Linked DNA regions of Mus musculus: region 1 is linked to region 2. Evidence: chromatin contacts called from public HiChIP or PLAC-seq data. All regions are on one chromosome and are shown on one strand. Each heading gives the region's core, a stretch centred on a gene start, on an enhancer-like site or on the middle of the called end of the contact. The rest is flanking DNA. Distances are from core to core; before and after follow the strand shown.

Region 1 (4,499 bases), core at 1,964-4,463, 96 kb after region 2:
CCTAGACATCTCAGAAGAATACTTGCTCAATATTCTCTGAGAGGGTCTGTCAACACTGAAGTTGGAGATGGGCGTTTGAATCAGAGACACTGCCCCCAAATACTCCAAGGTCAATACTATATACACACTTCCTCCAAATCCCAAGATTACCACATGGTATATAATGTGATGCCCTAGAAGATATCCAGAACATAGTTTAAGAAGGTAAGAAACCTTCGGTGAAGTTGTGATTCTTGTGAGTAAAATTATATTCATATTCCCATCATAACATTTTGTCATGAAAACACCTCCACATAGAACTGGGGAGATAGCTCAGTGGGTAAAAAGCTTGCAGTGCAAGCATAAGAACCTGAGTGTGAGTCCCAAGCACACCCACAAAAGCCAGGTACTATGGAGACACATTTGTAACCCCATCTCTGAGCAACAGCTTATCCACTGGGGATTTCTGGTCAACCAGTTTAGCTGAAATGATGAGCCCTGTCTCAAAAAACAAGGTAGAGAAATGGTCCCAACATTAACCTCTACACACATGCTCACCCATGGGCAAGTATAAATGCACGCACATGCAGGCAAGCACCTGCACGTTCATAAACACGCACACACATACACAAACCTCCTCACATATAATGTTTTAGTGTGATAATGAAAGATTGTTTTTCTGTTGAACAAAAGAACCTACAAATAAGCAATCAATCAAAATAAAATGAATAATTCATCAGTATTTTACATGTTAAATTGCGAGGGGAGGGTATAGGGGGCTTTGGGGATAGCATTTGAAATGTAAATGAAGAAAATATCTAATAAAAAAAATTTGTTTAAAAAAAAAAAGATGCCTTCTGCACATCCTACCATGACATTCCTCCTGAAATCAGCTGCTGCCTTTTTAATTAACCAAGGGTCAGCTGACTCACCATATCATCAGATACTCTGAGTCATGGATACAGAGTAATGGGTATGGCAGCCTACTGTTGCTATGAGACTTAAAAATCAGGTGCTGTTTAAAAGGCCCATATTCTAAACCGTGCGTTAGTACTAGGCAGCAAAATTACAAAGGCAGTTTCTCTCACTCAACATGCACATTGTAATGGAAGAATTTTCATGTGATAAGTAAATCTTTTCGGGCTACCAACATGGCTCATTACTTTTCAACCTCAAGCTACTTCAGAGACCCAGGTTCCCTCGATTAAAAGCACATAAAAGGCCTGAGTATACCTTAAATAATAAGGAGGCAGTCTCTCTTAGAACAAAGCGAGCTTCAATACTTTATCTCATTAATAATCTCTAGAAGCGGGAAATGGACCCAAAGTGCTTTCCCTCGGTTTCTGCAGCTAGAAAAGCATCCCAGCTTCGGGTTCCAGATCATTGCCTGAGCCCTGGCAGCAAGTCTCTGACCTGCCGGAAGACTGGTTAGGACATTGTGAGGATGTGATGGTTAGTTTCCGCCGTCGACTTGGCACAATCTGCCATCACCTAGGAACAAAGGCTCCGAAAGAAATTGTCTAGAACAGATTGACCTGTGGATGTGTCTATGCAAGTCTGGGGAGGGTGAGGGGAGATCTTCATTATGTTAATTGATGTGTGTGAACCCAGCATAAAAGTTGTTGGCGCCATTTTTCCTGGGATAGAGTCCTAGAGTGTATTTTATTTTAAAGCAAGGCAAAAGGAGGCATGCATTTGTTTCACCATGACTTTCCCAAGATGATGGGCTGTAACCTAAAGTCATGCAACCTCTGGCACTACTGGCGTAAAGTGGGACCTCTAAGGATGTAGGGCCCAAAGGATATAAGTTAATTAGGTCGTCATGGGAGTGGACGGAGTCCTTGATGGAAAAATGAGGACTCAGCTCTTTCCTCCCCATCTTTTCATTTCCTGGCTTTCATGAGGCAAAGGCTTTGTCTGCCAGGAGCTTCCAAGCGTGAGACATTGCAGCATCAGGACCAAGCACCAGGGACTGAGCTCCTTACAACCATGTGCCAAAATACTCCTTTTCTCTTTTTACTTGCTTACCTCAGGCATCTTTGCCACAGTGATGGGAACTTGCCAAACATGTGCATCAAGATCAGAACATGAACAAACACAACATGCCTCTTAGGGAAAGTGTCTGAAACCTCCAGCACCACTGGAAAGCAAGACTCGTGAGCTTGACATCAACGTCATCTTCAGCCAGAATCCTTGAGCCACAGCCACATCATCCGCTGCACCCCTGGGTACCCTGTGGGAGAACAATGCAGTGTGTACAATCAGGGATGGCAGAGCTAGTGCCTCCTGTTTTACTTTTGTTTATATTTCATTTTCTTCTAGTGTTTGAGATTATCATACAATTAGATCATTCTCCCTTTCTCTTTCTTCCCTTCAAATCCCCCCTATTTACCCCATCCTTGCTCTCTTACAAATTCCTGGCTTCTTTTTTCATTAATTGTTGTTACAAGCATATATGTATATACCTACATATTCCTAAATACTTAAATATAACCTGCTCGGTCTGTATAATGTTAACTCATACGTATGTTTTCAGGGCTCATCATTTGATATTGGATAGCTAATGTGTGCTCATCCCTGGGGAAACTATTTCTCCTCTTCTCAGCATCCCTTAGTGGCTTGGATTTCTTTGCATAGGGCTGTGCCTAAATGAGCTTTCCACCATCCATATTAGCATGTCTACTGTCACTGCCTCCATGTAACTCATGTTTAGGCAATCATGTTGGTGAGAGTTCATGGCTGTAGCTTCTAACATCCCTAGAGATACACCTCATATCTGGATTCCTGTTTCCCTGGCTCTTAACAGCCTCGTTACCCCATCTTCTTCCATGAGCCCTGAGCCTCAGGTGGAGGAGTTACACTGCAGCTGTATCAGTTAGGACTAGGCTCCATAACTTTGTATTTTGATTGGTTATGGTTTTCTGTAGTGGTCTCTATCTGTTGCAAAGATAAGTTTTCTTGCCAATGGGTGAGAGCTGCACTTATCTTTGTGTATAAGGACAAATATTTAGAAAATAGTTGGGGACTATACTGATTTAGCAAAGTGCCAGTTGTAGTAGGCTCTACTCCAAGATCTATGACTTCATTAGCCCTGAGTAGCGAAGCACCAGGAATGGTTTCCCTCTGGTAGAGTAGGTCTTAAGACCCATTGGAAAGTCATTGGTTACCACCACATTCTATGTGTGCCACTGTAGAATCTTTAGTTATTGTACCATCACAATTTGCCCTTGAAATAGTCATCTTCCTTCCTTAGCCCCTAAAGTGCTGGGATTAGAGGTTTGCACCACGTCTGGCTCCTAGCACTTTCATTGAGACAGGTATCCTTGTGTGTGTGTGTTACATAAAATAATTCAATACTTTCAATAACCTTGTAAGGTAAGGAATATTATTGCCCATATTTTAAAGAAAACATGTAACAAGAAATTAAATATTTTTGCTCAGAGTAAAACCAGCTAGACATTTATACTTCATGGTCTTACCTTTCATAATTTCCTAAAGGCAGATATTCTACTATCAAGAAACATATGATTCTCCTTTTAAAAAGTTTGGGAGGGGAGTGGTAAAAAGAATGTGAAAGGCCTCATTAAGGAAAAAAGTTAGGCTGAATGGAAAAGTGACAGGCTATAATAATGGAAGCTTTTTACCTGGCAAAGACTGGGGTACTGCCAGCATTAGACCCAAAGAGTGTGCCTAAATCTTATATCAAGTCTTTGAGCTTGATACCAGTCTTGGAAGGTGAAGCACGCTTTGAACATTTTGATCTCAGAGTTCTGAAGTTGTGCTGAAGATTGGAATAGACTTTTAGGTAGCTAGCTCAAGTCCCCAGAGGAAGAGCTGCATATCACCTCCCTGGAAAGAACAATGGCCTAACCAGTACAGATGATATATCTGGAACAGAGGCTTCTGAAACTACCACACACAGACACTCAAAGTGACCAGCCAGTGTGACTTTGCCCAGGACTGTTTTAAGTTAGCTCTACATTCCAGGAATCCCCTCTCTTGTCAAAACTGAAAGTTGGCCATGCTGGGGGCAGAGCTGGAGTTATCCTAGACATGTGTAGGCAACCAGTGCAGAAACAGAACCATGCCTCAGAAAAAGTCAGTGCTGCCTCTTCCAATATGTGACACAGAGGTGTCATTTCCCTCCCTCGGATACCTCATTTCTCTTTCTCTAGAACATGAGAGTAATGGTCTTTCTTGTCGTCTGTCCTTTTCTTTTTTCTGAGACTTAAATGAAAACTTAAGGAAAGTTCCTGGAAGTGTGGGAGGCTCATGGTAGTCCAACAGATATGGTCGATGTCCGGACTACATTCCAGGAATTAAAACATCAAACAGAAACTCAATAAGTAACTGTGTCTAGACACGGCTTTTGTTTTGTTTTCTGGGTTTTTTTTAAAGTGGGGAGCAGGGTGTATTCATGACCACGTGTATTTCGGTTTGCACAGAGTCAACTCACTCTCCAAAGTCTGTAACAATCCATGTTGACTCATGCTTGCTAGTGAGATGGTACATTGTAAAAT
Region 2 (4,907 bases), core at 2,366-4,865:
ATAAGGTCCAGGCTAGCTACCTAGGGCTACACAGTAAGACTCTGTGTCCCACAAGAAGAAAAAAAGAAAAACAAAAATCCCAAGGAATCAAAAAAAAAAAAAAGAAAGAAACAAAGAAACAAATAGAAAGACATCTGTTATATGATATGGTGAGTACAGCCATAGTTAATAAAACCAGTGTGTCAGGTACTTCACTGTAGCAAAGAAGGTCAATTTTAAGTGCTCACATTACAAAAGTAATATGAGCATAAGTGCTAACAAAAAGTATGTGAATTTATACACATGCCAATTCTCTCCACTTAACTATTCCACAGTATGTACCCATGTCATACCTTTGAATTGCATATCATAAATATACACAACTTAGTAGAAGAACACATGGGTTAACACAGAGCCTCTTTTTCGGCACTATTCTGCTGAAGTCATGCTAGTGCATCCAGTCCTATTGATGAATGATTTTAAATCCCAGAACCATAGACCCATGGCTTGGAGTCAAAGCCCATGTGAAGACCTTGGATATAACAGTGAGAGAGCAGCAGATCCAGAAGGTCCCTGAAGAGAACAAGCTAGTGAGTTAAGGATTAGCTTTAATGTACGTCTCAGATTAAATCTGATTTCATGTGATCTAACCATAAAAGAGGAATAAAACCAGGATGCTTAACATTCTCTTTCTGTTTGCACTTCTGTGTGCAATATTAAATATATGTATTATTATCTTCTCTACAAAAGGATAAGGGGATCTTTTTATGAAGTTGCTTAAAATTACAAAAAAAAAGAAAATCCAATGTTGCTGTTTTGATATGGAAGTTACTTTAAAAAAAATAAATTAATTAACATGATCACTGCAGTGGAAATTCTGCACACAGGAAAGTTTGAATTTCTATTGCCAACATATATAAAGTAAAACAGATGTTCTCTTGTGCATTGCAGTTCAAAAACTGCTATAGCAATTTAATTAATATAAAAAGAAGCCATGCAGCACAACATAGCTGGCCCTATTAGAGGGGGTACAGATTAGACTCCGAAGAATGAGAGCTCAGGACTGCCTCCCTCTACTTGTCTGCCTTGAGATGGTATGGGTAGGGGGGTATTGCCATTTCCTCTTGCTATCTGAAGTAGTTAGAAGAGCTGGACCGAGGGCAGAAGAATGTGATAGCTAGCCCAGCCCCATCTCTGGCTGTAGCACTCCAGAGAGCCAGCCTTGCACCTCGCCTGGGCAATAGTGGATCTGGCCCTCGTGGTGAAGCACAGGTGATCCAGACCTGAAGATGGGAGAGAAGAGAGTGGCCAGGCTCCTTGGGAAAGGGGGGTCTCTGCATCTCGACTGCACAGCACAATGGAGCTAGCTCTGAAGGATAGGGTGCAGGTAAAGTGGCCTGAAGGCATGAGAACAGGAGAGCTGACCCTGCCTCCTGCTGGTGGCAGCACTGGGCCACCCAGTACAAGCAGTGCTTGAGAACCAACCCTGGTGGTGCTGAGAGAGCCAGCGCTGACCACCTTAGCTATCACCCAGGCCCAGATTCAGGGTTCGGAGTTGGCCCACCCCAAAATCTGTATCATCTGCAAATGGTTGGGACAAGTGAAAAGGCCACTTGCTCTTTGGATCCTGCTGTTCCACACAGGGCAACAACAAGATAAGCAGATAATTGAGTCCCTGTAAGGATACAACTTTGATTGTGTCATGGAAGCCAGAGATCTTGAACCAGACCGATGACTCATTGCAAGGAACATGAGCAAGTGAAGATGTGTGGACAGAGGGATACACTGTGGGACACACTACACTTTCCACAATGAGATGTTTTCTATGCTGTGTGTGTGTGTGTGTGTGTGTGTGTGTGTGTGTGTGTGTGCCTGTCTGTCTGTCTGTGTGTCTGTGTGTCTGTGTGTGTGTGTGTGTGTGTGTGTGTCTGTGTGTGTGGGTGTCTGTGTGTGTGTCTGTGTGTGTTATTTTATGAGAGAGGTTGTAAAGGCAACAGGTGCATATGAGGGGATGGAGAGATGAGGGGGACTGGAGTACATGATGTGAAACTCACAAAGAATCCATAAATTTTTTTTAAGGGCCATGAATTAGAAAGAGAGTAAGGAAGAGGAGATATATGAGTCAGCTTAGAGGAGAGAGAGGGAGGAAATGATCTACTTACAATAAAATAACTTAAAAACTTTAAAAAGTTATTTTTAAAAGAAAAACTATTGATAAAGTTGATCTGCCTGTATGGATAAATGGGCATGAATACAGGACTAAATGGGTGACTGGTATGTAAGTGACAACATCATGTCTAAATTTCAAAGTTTATGACTGGACCAAGGCTATCAAAACCAAATACTAATGTTATCAACTATCCCTCCTATGTGAAGAAAAGAAGTGCCAAAAACTAGAAAACATTGCTAGAAACACCAGGTAACAACAATCAGGTGGGGCAAATATTAGGCTAGGCTGCTGCTGGTCCCAGCCAAATACAGCTTCTGTATTTCTACAGAGCATCTCAGAAACTGGAAAAAGAAAAAACACACACACACACAAACACACACATAAACATACACAACACATACATACACACACTAACACACATATACACACAAACACACACAACAACACGCCCACATATACACACACACAAACATGCACACACACCTGGAAAAATTAATATGAACCCAAATTTATCTCTATGTTGGTTTTGAAGTAGTAGAAAAATGGACTTTCTAAATATATCTAGGATTCTGTCTACATAGTCAACCAAAGATTAAACATTTTTATAAACTTTAATTATATTGTATTATATATAATTATTTCATTTCACATGTATTGGTATTTTGCCTGCATGTATGTCTGTGAACTACTGGCATGTCTGCTGCCCATGTAGGTCAGAAGAGGACATGGGATCCTCTGGAAGTGGAATTATAAATAAGTGTGAGCTGCCCTGTGGGTGCTGAGAATAGAGCCTAGGTCCTCTGTAAGAAAGCAGTCCTTTCAACTGCTAAGCCATCTTTTTAGCCCAAAGACATTTCTTAATTACACTTCCACTGAATATGTAGAGAAATTTTGTTGTTAATTCCTAAACAATAGATTGGATGAGTAGTTGACAGATAACTTCCAGTATATGAGGACTACATAATTGAGATGAATATACATACCACTTCATTTCATGTAGGATTCTTTAGCCTCCAAAGGTTTTATTATGTGTGGGGATACTAGAAGTATGACCTTGATGGAATCTTAAATCTACATCAAGTAATTTTATATTTAGCTCCTCAATTAATTTTTAAAATAATAATTTGAAGAAAGAGTTATGTTGGCCTAGGAAATTGATACCCACATTCAGACAGTGTCAAGGTCCAAATTTACGCTGGTGACCACACTTTGAACTATGTCCTTCTGACTTTAAATACTAGTCTGTGGGATGGCCTGCAGTCACAGAGTTCTAGCTCAAATGTAGCAATGATTTTGGTTACCATACAGTCATTCAAACTGACACCTGTGAGAGGCGCTCTAGAGTAAACAGGTTAGAATTCTGTTTCCCTGGAATTTTCTAGAGTTTCTGAAAGCCTAGACACCTCGGACTCGAGCTGTGAAATCCTCAGTGACTAACCAACTGCAGCACTCAGATCGGACACAGGCAGAGGCTTGTGGTCATGTGATCTCCCTCACTGAATACGTCATGTGTCTGATTCAGCAAGGAAACGGAAAGACAAAAAAACCCTAACCTTTCGAAATCTCCATCTGCTTGAAATACTCTTATTGCTCACAGTCTTAGTTCTACTTTGTGATTCATCAACCCTAAAAACAAAAGTAGGCCTACAGATATTCCTGGGATGCTTCCTAGACTCTGTGTGTGGTGTGTGTGCGCGCTCACACCACACACACACACACACACGCACACGCACACGCACACGCACACGCGCGCGCACACACACACACACACACACACACACACACGCATACACGCACACACACGCATGCACGCACACAGCACACACGCACGCACACACAGGCACGTTTATACCTGGATCCTCTCATTATAGTCTGTGTGGGATCTCCAACTTAAAGACACTTTCAAGCAGTTACTGACTTCTGAGACTTTCTTACCAGAAAACAATGAAGTAAACCACAGCTTCCTGTCCCTGACACTTTGTCACATGGTGTCGATGCAGTGACTACCCACAGAGATCCAGATGGCTGAGAGACATCAACTGCTCCAGTATACTCTGAAAATGTTTTTGTTTTGTTTAAAAAAAAAAAAAAAAACAATGTCTCAGCTGCCACTGGGGCCATCAAGAAGTCCTGTTTACGTGCTTCATACCCGTGTGCTTCTATCACAAGCCTCTTTAGCAGGTCTTTCTTAATTATGAAGTCCTCCATGTGCCTCAAAGGCTTTGCATCCAAAGAACAGTGTCAAATACATCTGTGGACACTTAGAAAAACAGCACCGCTCACTCACATTCTGAATGTAACCGGAGCTATTCTGTTGAGTCACTGAAAATGTTGATGCTAGAATGTATCCTCAGCATCTCTACAGGATGCTAATCTTAACCCCGGTGTGGAGAGAGTATCCAGTAGTGAAGCTCCCCAGGGGACCAAAGCAACTGCAAACCTATATAATATTGTTTAGATTAGAAAATCTGCTGCCAAACAGAACTTGCCCTCCTATATGGTTCACTTTACACAGCACGGATCAGAGTTTTATCCCATGAAAGCACTAACTAAAAGTGGAAATCTTCTAAGCCTGTTACATTTTCTATCAAATAAGATTTTAAGTAAAGATAGATAGCCTGTGTTACACTACTTCTCCTGAAAATGATTTTTATGTCCTCGGTGAGTGACCAAGAAACCCCGGGGCAAGAATCAATATTGAATTTTCTGTACTCTTCCAAGGGATGAAAAACCTAAATTGAGGCTATTTCTTTTGTAA

The links. HiChIP or PLAC-seq counts read pairs in DNA pulled down with a chosen protein or histone mark.
Region 1: a contact with region 2 is called in a CTCF HiChIP or PLAC-seq map of CD8 T cells, with 41 read pairs. The contact joins the promoter of 4930529L06Rik here to the enhancer-like site in region 2. A contact is called at or near these places in 2 of 15 datasets of contacts at CTCF or cohesin (CD8 T cells and large pre-B cells), 4 of 484 Hi-C or Micro-C datasets (LSK cells, Th1 cells, cortical neurons and 1 more) and 6 of 115 datasets of contacts at active chromatin or transcription factors (CD8 T cells, Th2 cells, bone marrow-derived macrophages and 2 more).

The regions. Positions count from the first base shown.
Region 1 is chr16:84,676,576-84,681,074 of GRCm38.p6, forward strand. It overlaps 4930529L06Rik (RIKEN cDNA 4930529L06 gene), which reads left to right and starts at 3,214. Exons shown (of 3, transcript NR_040537.1): 1 at 3,214-3,296.
Region 2 is chr16:84,579,941-84,584,847 of GRCm38.p6, forward strand. No RefSeq gene overlaps it. Among named protein-coding and RNA genes, the nearest start is that of Gm32073, 24 kb to the left of the region's middle. Within about 2 kb of position 3,616, at least 134 of the 459 cell types and tissues checked have an H3K27ac peak or open chromatin away from gene starts, as enhancers often do. A contact at or near this core is called in CD8 T cells, LSK cells, Th1 cells and 3 more, where this site is marked.